Regions from separate parts of the Mus musculus genome. Here region 2 is linked to region 1. Evidence: chromatin contacts called from public Hi-C data. All regions are on one chromosome and are shown on one strand. Each heading gives the region's core, a stretch centred on a gene start, on an enhancer-like site or on the middle of the called end of the contact. The rest is flanking DNA. Distances are from core to core; before and after follow the strand shown. Region 1 overlaps Glt8d2 (glycosyltransferase 8 domain containing 2). Region 2 overlaps Hcfc2 (host cell factor C2).

What was found. Hi-C and Micro-C count contacts between places; a contact is called where the count stands out from the background.
Region 2: a contact with region 1 is called in a Hi-C map of the G1E-ER4 cell line, with 2.1 times the contacts expected there. The contact joins two enhancer-like sites. A contact is called at or near these places in 2 of 15 datasets of contacts at CTCF or cohesin (large pre-B cells and pro-B cells), 39 of 484 Hi-C or Micro-C datasets (the C2C12 cell line, the F1.1 cell line, the G1E-ER4 cell line and 21 more), 9 of 115 datasets of contacts at active chromatin or transcription factors (CD8 T cells, bone marrow-derived dendritic cells, bone marrow-derived macrophages and 4 more) and 4 of 9 other capture datasets (adipose tissue, embryonic stem cells, liver and 1 more).

What each region holds. Positions count from the first base shown.
Region 1 is chr10:82,663,807-82,668,466 of GRCm38.p6, reverse strand. Glt8d2 (glycosyltransferase 8 domain containing 2) reads left to right here. Exons shown (of 10, transcript NM_029102.3): 4 at 3,671-3,842. Among named protein-coding and RNA genes, the nearest start is that of Glt8d2, 25 kb to the left of the region's middle. Within about 2 kb of position 1,831, at least 44 of the 459 cell types and tissues checked have an H3K27ac peak or open chromatin away from gene starts, as enhancers often do. A contact at or near this core is called in the G1E-ER4 cell line, bone marrow-derived macrophages and cerebellum, where this site is marked.
Region 2 is chr10:82,740,627-82,745,286 of GRCm38.p6, reverse strand. Hcfc2 (host cell factor C2) reads right to left here. Exons shown (of 14, transcript NM_001368720.1): 14 at 2,859-4,660. Among named protein-coding and RNA genes, the nearest start is that of Nfyb, 21 kb to the left of the region's middle. Within about 2 kb of position 2,301, at least 7 of the 459 cell types and tissues checked have an H3K27ac peak or open chromatin away from gene starts, as enhancers often do. A contact at or near this core is called in the G1E-ER4 cell line, bone marrow-derived macrophages and cerebellum, where this site is marked.

The sequences.
Region 1 (4,660 bases), core at 582-3,081:
CCACATGGTGGCTCACAACCATCTATAATGGGATCTGATGCCCTCTTCTGGTGTGTCTGAAGAGAGGAACAGTGTGCTCACATACATAAAGTAAATGAATCTTTTTTTTAAAAAAGTGTCTGGGGCTGGAGAGATGGCTCAGTGGTTAAGAGCACTGACTGCTCTTCCAGAAGTCCTGAGTTCAGTTCCCAGCAACCACATGGTGGCTCACAACCATCTGTAAAGTGATATCAGATGCCCTCTTCTGTTATGTCTGAATGCAGCTACAATGTATTTATATACATAAAATAAATAATTCTTTAAAAAAAAATACAGAGTTGACAAGGAGAGATTCCTATATATGCTAAATGGAGAAACAAGTTACTGAAAAGTACGATTGAATTTTGGTTTTAAAATCCTGTATACCTGGGGGCTAGAGAGAAGGCTCAGTGGGTAAGAGTGCTCGCTCCGTGTCTTAGTTACCGTTCTATTGCTGTAAGGAGACATCATAAGCAGAGTACCTTTGGAGAAGAATCATTCAACTGAGGGTTTGTTTACCGTTTCAGAGGCTTAGTTCATGATCATCATGGTGGGCTCACACGGCAGGCAGCTTGGTACTGGAGCTGGAGCCGAGTGCTTACATTTTAGTCTCCTAATGGAGGCAGAGAGAGACTGTGCCTGGTGGAGCTGTGGTGCGCATGGGCGTTCCAATCCTCAAAACCTAGCCCCAGCGACACGCCTCCTCCAGTAAGGCTACACCATCTAATCCTTCCTAAACAGCTTGCCAACTGGAAACCAAACACTCAAATATACAAGCCTATGGGGCCATTCTCGTTCAAGACACCACACTCTGCAAGCACGAGAACCCAAGTTCGCCTCCCCAGCAGCCGTACAAAAAGCCAAATGTGGCTATGGGTACCTGTAACCCAAGTGTTGAAGGGGCAGAGACAGGTGGCGCTCAAGAGCTCTCTGCCCAACAAGTCTCGCCAAAATGGCAAGCCTTCAGTTCAGTGAGAGACCCTGCCCCAAAACAGTAACTTGGAGAGATGTAGAGGAAAACACTGGACACTCCGCTCTGGCCTGTGCATGCATGTAGGAATACATAAACTCTCATGTTCACACACACAAAATAGTTAAGCAAAAATAGTTAAGCTTTCCTAGATCCTTTTCTGTTTTGGCTGGAAGTTTCCCACAAAAATCTTTATTTGTTTTTATTATTTAAATATCATTCATTTAGCCAGACATAGAGGTGCGAACTTTTAATCCTAGCACTCAGGAGTCAGAGACTGACAGATTTCTGTTCCAAGCTTTACCCATGCCTTTCCACTCTCTTATCTCCCTGTCTCTACAAACATCCAGGAGGGCTCTGGACTCTAGGGCCACTCCATGCCGCAGCTCAGCTCTTCACAGGAGATTTTCACCACGTACTTCCAGGGAGCCAGGCTCAGCGGAGTGACTCAACAAGCTCACAGTCTGATGGAAAACCAGGCACAAAAATAGGCTCTGCAGTTGCAGAAACAGGGATAACTGACGAAGGCATCTATTCTGGTGCCAGTCCTTAGGACAGAAGCAGTGGATAGAGACAAGTACTCTGCCGCCTTTGCCCTCGTGGTGCTCCCCAATAGGAATGGACAAATGAACAGTGTAGCTAACGAACCCAGCCACAGCAGGCACCCAGAACCCTGTACGTGTTGGGAAGTTGTCGCAAACTTCCTGCGCGGTGGATGTCAGTACGCAGCTGGGATGGATGGATACGTGAGAGTTAACCACGAAGAGCAGAGAGTGATTCCAGACAGCAGGAGCAGCATGTGTAAAGGCAGATAAGAGAGCGTGCGCCACCTGGTGTTGAGGAAATCACGAGGAGTTTGGTATTGCTGAATACCACCACTCACTGTGGGTGATCCGCACAGCCAAGCCTGTATGTCAGTTAGATCAACTCACGTGGCCGCATGGTGACAGCTTGCCTCTAGAGGAACAATCCGTAAACAAGTTGGGTTTTGTTTTGCTTTTTAAAAGGGCGTGCAGTGAACTCACAACTTGAAAAGTGGGAGCAAGACGATCAGAAACTCAAGGCTGGCCTGGGCTGCATGAGATGCTGTGCCCAAAACACTATTTTCTTTATAAAAAAATAATTCGTGGTCACTTAGTGAATTTGAAAAAAAAAAAAAGAAACGCAAACAAAATTAAAATCACTTATACTTTCCTTCCTTCCTTTCTTTCTTTCTTTTTTTCTTTCTTCTTCTTTTTTAAAGGTTTATTTATATGAGTACACTGTCTCTGTCTTCGGACATACCAGAAGAGGGCATCAGACTCCATTACAGATGGTAGTGAGCCACCATGTGGTTGCTGGGAACTGAACTCAGAACCTCTGGGAGAGCAGTCAGTGTTCCTAACCGCTGAGCCATCTCTCTAGCCTTTATATTTTCACAAATAGACACAGATAAACTTGTGGCTATGTATGTGTCATATTGGACTCAAATACCAGAAAGCATGTATGTATGTTTGTATGTATGTATGTATGTATGTATTCTGCAGGGCCTCACTATGCAGCCCTGGCTGGCCTGGAACTCATTTATTCAGCCCAAGCTGGCCTCAAACTCCAGAGGTCTACTTACTTCTGCCTCCACATGTACCCAGCACACCCAGCTAAGAATTTTATATTATTCCCCTTCAAAGTATATTATGAGATTCTCTCAAGTAAGGAACTAGATCATGAAAAACAATTTCTAGTAGGAGAAACAGAAGTAGATAGAAAAAAAAACCCAAAAAGAAATAGAGAGGCCATTTACAAAATATACCTAGTAATGTGTTTCAGTAAGTGTTTATTGAACATAAACATATCAGCTATAGCTACCTTGGACTTAAGTGAGAGAAGTATTATAAAACTGTCTGCAAAAAGAGGTCAAACATAATAAAAATCAGGTATCCATAGCCTGGTTACTATTCTTCACAATGTAGGTTGCATTCTGGTGCTGAAATATCACTTGGTAGTGACAGTGGTTTTGTCTGTTCTGATGCTAAAGGATGGTCAGTTATTTGATGTAAGCACTGGTCACGCCCTTTCGTTAGTTCCTTCTCTTGCTGTTAACATTTGGGCAACTTGACTAAGGAATGGAGAGCAACAGAAAAACCATAGCAGTACAGCAGACAAGTTCTGACTTGGGGAGTTAAGAGCTGCTGGGCCTGTGAGGCTCTGCCCTTTCTTGTGTGTTTGCCCTGTATGTGTGTGATGCTGTGGACTGGCTTCTGAACAAGAGTCCTGAAATAATAGGGACGCAGACGTTCACCCTGTCTTCCCATAAGAACCTGATCCGAGGATCCCACAGCCCTTCAGATCAATATCACGCGCACACTACGGTTCTGATGTTCTTGGTATCATCACTCTAAGAAGGCTCTCTGCCTCTTAGTATCTCGTCAGCATTCCAGCGGAAGGAGGCAGGCATTTAGCATTAGTCTGACCTGCAGATTCTGTAGGTGCACGAATAACTTAGAAGAACATCCCATTTGTCCAACTTGATCACATTTTGCAGCAAGGGAATCTTGGGGAAAGAAGTTTTAGTGGTTGGCATAAGGAAGGAGGAGAGACTGCATGTGAGGGCAACAGTCTTCCCCTGCACTGTGGACTAGGAGTTAGAAACTGCTCTCCCGGGAAGTTCCTTGTGCTCTGAGTCATCGATTTCAATCATTCCAGACGTTGATTCCGAGTCCCCCGAGGACATGGAAGAAGAGATTCCAGTGGTGATCTGTGCAGCAGCAGGGAGAATGGGTGCAGCCATGGCAGCCATCAACAGCATTTACAGCAACACCGATGCTAACCTTGTGTTCTACGTAGTGGGGCTACGGAGCACTCTGCCTCGAATACGGTAGTTTCTATAATATGTTTTTTGAAGGTTCTATTTTCTTCTAATCTTTTTTTCTTTAGATAGCCATCCCTCTTCCTCTTCCTCCTCTTCCTTTTCTCTTCTTCCTTCCTCCTCTTCTTTTTGTTCTTGTTCCTCCTCCTCCTCTTCTTCCTCTATTTTCTTTCTTTTAAAAATTATTTTATGAATACACTGTAGCTGCTTTCTAACACACCAGATGAGAGAGCATTAGATCCTATTATAGATTGATATGAACCACTATGTGTTTGCTGGGAATTGAACTCAGAACCCCTGGAAGAGCAGTCAGTGCTCTTAACCACTGAGCCATCTTTCTAGCACCCCCTCTATTTTCTTAATGGATTGTTATTATTTCTTAAGCATCCTCACTAACTGTATTTTGGGGAGAGGTGCTAGAGACTTAATCCACGCTTCCACAGAGATTAAGCACATGCTCTCCCATTGAACCAAGCGTGACCTGTGATATTTGAACTACAAACTTACAGTAATTAAAATCTGTAGATCATATTATAATTTGGAGCTGGTTTTTTCTATAACATGTCATACTAAAAAATGAATAGGAGTTAGAGTAAAAGGAAAACAACTGAAAAATCAAAATTTAAATGTGTTTTAGAAATACAGGATAGCTGTGTGATCTTGGTCTGGACAGTACCTCCCTGAGCCCAGGAATTAGGAGGGGAAAAAAAAAGCTGATGGACTTGCCAGTGTAACACAAGAACTTCTGGATAATGAAGAACAGCGAATGGAATTAGCTCTAAAATAGATTAGTAAGAAGAATGGCTTATAATGAAGAACTGTTGCAA
Region 2 (4,660 bases), core at 1,052-3,551, 76 kb before region 1:
AAAGCAGTAAAAGGACAACTGTCTCAATGCTGTGATTAAAGGCTGTCCTCAAAGACCCTCCTAAAGGTGTGGTTATTGAACCACAGTGTAATACTTCAAAGACACCTGACAGAACTCTTGCACATACAAGAAGCTATACATTTCTCAAACATTTACTGAGTATGTCCTGTGCTGTCACTGTCCCCAACACTGACACAACAAGGAACAGAATCTACATTACACTGGGCAGAATGTCTTCAGTAGCAACAATCTGAAAAAAAAAAATCCAAATTCTGGTAGACAGAAGAGCGCATATAATTGTAGTATTATATATATAGGAAGATGTGGAAGATGGTCATATGCATAAACATGGGTGTGGATGTAAAAGAATTCCAGGAAATGTCACACACCATGACTCATTTTACATACAAGTTCAAAACCCGGGAAATCTAAACATTTTATTAAGCACATACACATGTATGATAGAACTACAAATAAAAACACAGGAATAATTACTAAAACAAATCCAGAACACTTAAACTGCATGGTGTGTGTGAAGTGGGGAAGGGTAGAAGGTGTTCTAGGCAGGTAAGGGAATTCTGCTTAAGAGTTTGTTAAAAATCTCATTTTTACTTTTTTTTTAAACACCATATGAACAGTTTATAGTTGGCATGCCCTGTTTCATTGCAAATGCTTTTAAACAAGAAAGATGTGAGGCTGTGATCTATTCCACCAATCAAGACGACACTGCCACCACTTCAGTTGCGGCGTACAAGTCTGCGGCAGCCAACAGCAGAGGGGTTTCCAGGACACAGCAAACCACGAGGGGTGGATGATTTCTCAGCAAAGCTGGTGAAGAGTCTGCAGGCTCACAGCACCATAGCCCAGCTCTTCCACAGCAGCTCTCTGCCACCACTGCGTCTCTGCATGAGTGAGTGGTTTGCTCACTAGGTATAGTGACTTCTACAAAGCAGATAATGAGCCAGGCTGGAGTGTATAAGGTCTCAGCTAGCCTGGGGTTCGATGGACTAATTGTTAATGTAAAGTAAACTATACCTCCTTACTGAATGGCACTGCCTAGGCACATTCTCCTAATTGTGCATTTGTATGCTTATGTAGATCTAAATCCTGGGCAACATACAGCCATTCTCAACTGTCTCTCTACGGTCATCAGGGTCAGATCCCTTCTGGGCATGTAAAAAATGTCAACCGTTTCTAGACTGTCTGCCAACATCCCTGTCTGTGCCCATTTTTGTGGACTTGCAGCAGTTAAGGGACAACTTCTAGTTCAGGAATCAGTCAAAGCTCTGGCCCTCAATTCAGACATTCTGAAAAACTGAATGACAGCCGGGCGTGGTGGTGCAGGCCTTTAATCCCAGCACTCGGGAGGCAGAGGCAGGCGGATTTCTGAGTTCGAGGCCAGCCTGGTCTACAAAGTGAGTTCCAGGACAGCCAGGACTACACAGAGAAACCCTGTCTCGAAAAACCACAAAAAACCAAAAACAACAACAACAACAACAAAAAAACCCAATTGAATGAAGAGCTCATGAAAGAGCGAGGCCATCAGCCACTGCAGTTCTTGTCCTATTGGACTATGGAGTGGGGCAGGGCAGCCCAGGTGAAGCAGAGAAAGAGCCCCAAGGCCTCCTCAGTTCTACTCAAAGTGCCAGCAACTCATCACAAGTTATAGGCACTGCTGCGGTTATCTAGAACAACAAACACACAGACACCCAGTCAGCTCCGAGACCCAGACTCTTGCCCACATTTGATCTGGAATGAAGGTGGTGTCAAACTGCAACTGGAGGGTTTTGCTGCAAACCCTGGGGGTTTCTAGACCCCGCCAAGCACCTGCTATGCCTTTTACTAGATGTACACATGCTCCGTGTCTGATGGAGCCTGTTGAAGGCAGGAGACCCCTCAAGCAGACACTTTCTTTTTTTAAATTTTATTCTGCAAAGGACAGCAGCTCCACACTGACAGGAAGATGGAGAGCCGTTTGAGACATGGAGGCTAACTATCCCAAGATTTTACAGCTTTCATTCAGCTTACAGAACCTGCTTTTTAATTTCTTCCTGAACATTACAGGTTTTTTTTCCATGTATGCTCAGCATAAAATATTGAAGTTACAGAAATACATAAGTACAGGGACTTTTAACTGTCACTAGACTGAGGGGAGGAAGGCCAAGGTCACTTACTAATTAAGTATGACTTGGGCTGGAATCCCAGCACTGGGAGGCTGAGGCAGAAGAGTACCATGGGTTTAAAGTCACCCTAGGTTACAGAATGAGACCTTGTCCCAGCCAAACAAGACAGTGTATTGCCTAGTAAGCTCAGCAGTGGCATGAGGGACTGATTTCTGCCCGGTGTAGTGGCACATGCTTTGGATCATTGGAGGCAGAGCCAGGTGAATGGATGAGGTCAGCCTATAAGCTACATGGTTAACTCCAGGGCACCCATGGCTGTTTAGTCAGATCCTGTCTCAAAACAAACAGAAAAGATAGCAACAAAAAGGAACAAATACAAGAGATTAATCCACTAATCTCATTAAATGCTACAATAACTTCAGATCAGGACTTCCTCTTTTGAGAGGTCCTAGCATCTCCCTCCTAAACTCATTTTCTGTCTTGTGATTTCCTTAGGAACCAGGCAGGGTGAGGCAAGGCAAAACTAAAAAGTCTATTCCCCTCAGATTACTAAATACACTAAGCCACTCTCCTTCAAACCCACTCCATTTTGACTCCTGAGCACAACCTACTTCTTTCTGAGAGTCCATCCTAGGTTAGAGATCCTGTTATATTCCAGTGAATGACACACATCGGCATCCCACAGACAGGCTCTGCCACACTACACTTTAAGTCAAAGAAATAATACCACCTGTAACTGTTTATAGAAAAAGGAACTTTTATTTTACATATCATTGGTACACAATACATACAACTGCCTAAAACCAGTCTTGGGAAGCACAGCAGTTACTTCAAATGGCCAAAGACCAAGCCTACTCGCAGTCTCTCCACTTGGGAGCAGCTTACTACAGGAGTAACCCCCAGATACCAATCACTCCAGACAGAACATAACAAATGTCTTTACGTTACTATGCTATTGTTTTAAATAAAGCCCCTTAGTTAGAGCAGACACTCTAAAGCAGAAGCGATTTTTGCTCGTCTGCAAGCCTGTGAGATACTGAGTGGCAGCTTCACTCCTCTGCAGGTGACTTAACATGTAACTGGGTTATGGGGCAAAGGTGCCTCCCATGCAAACAGATTCTCTTAGTTCTTAAATACAGACTGAGTTTATATATAACTTATTTCTAGTTAAAACAATGCGCTAAAATAAAATAAGGCCAATACAGTATTTAAAAAAACATAATTCTAAGAGCATGCAGTATCAACAGTATTTTTACTTATGTGAACCAAAGTCCAGAACACATGGAAGAGGCTTGTGACACAAAGACAGCTATACAGCTTGGAGACAAAAGAAAGAAACTTAACTTAGGTAAAATCCTCTTGGAAGAGTTATCTGCCTGGGCTGTGGTGTTGCTTGCTATTAGAACACTAGCCTAGGTGCCCAGGCCCCAAGGTCAATCTCCAGTTCTCCAGCGTGCACACACACGCACACACACATGCACACACACACACACACACACACACACACACACACACATACAAACAAACAAAAAACCCAAGGTCTGCGTGCTGAAGACGGCAGCTGACGACGTGCAGTCCTTAGAAGCCCCCCGCTATGCATGTTGGCAGAACAGCTGCTCTCACAGACATGCAGCTCTAGCACCATAGGAATTGCTAACAGCAAAGCCACACAGATCTGCTAAGGGGATCTTTCAGCCACCAGTCCCATAACAGAAACATGATTTATGCTAAGGAAGTAATGCCAATGGAAAAAATACAATTTGGGCAATTCTTGAGGTAAAAAGGTTTATTATTGTAACAAATCGCTTAGTATAGAAAGGCCACCCTTTCTTCAAAGAAGCAAATCGGGTATTAGAACCATGGGCCCACATCTTTTTCCTGGTCTAGAATAGAAAAGAAGGTGATGCCTTTAAGCAAAATCAACTAAACCGCATACTAAATAGGTAAAATGAGCACAAACTCAGCGTTCTCGTCTGCTTGACATCAACCTTTGCCTCAATAGTAAGATAAATGGTTTCAAGATGCAAACTGCTAATTAATACAAAGAATAGGACTGGAAGCCCAAAGTTTTCTACTAAAGTAACTGGGCTTAAAACACACACTTTCTAAAACTGGCTACTCTTCTTAGCTGAGCACACATATACAGCAAAGCCTACTTACTAGTCCATATGTGCAAATCTGCATCCCATGTAACTTTGGTTAAGACATGTTTAGCTTCTATCAGACACATCATGGAAGCTACACAATGATTACAAACATAATAATGAGGTAAGTTCAAAGTCTACTAGTGCAAAAAGCAAGCGCTGCCAAAGCAAAGCACATAAATTAAATGAAGGCAGAGTGAAGCTCTCCCCGTGGGAACCAAAGGCCTCCTTGTAAACACTGCTTGGACAGGACCCTTTGAATTAGGAAGATTCATGTACCCAAAAGGTATCCTAACAACACCAGAGTAGTGCATTTATTTTATCTTTAGAGTTCAAAAGCCACTCATGTGTCTAATAGTTTGCATATTTTCTTCAAGAGAAATTTAATTAGTG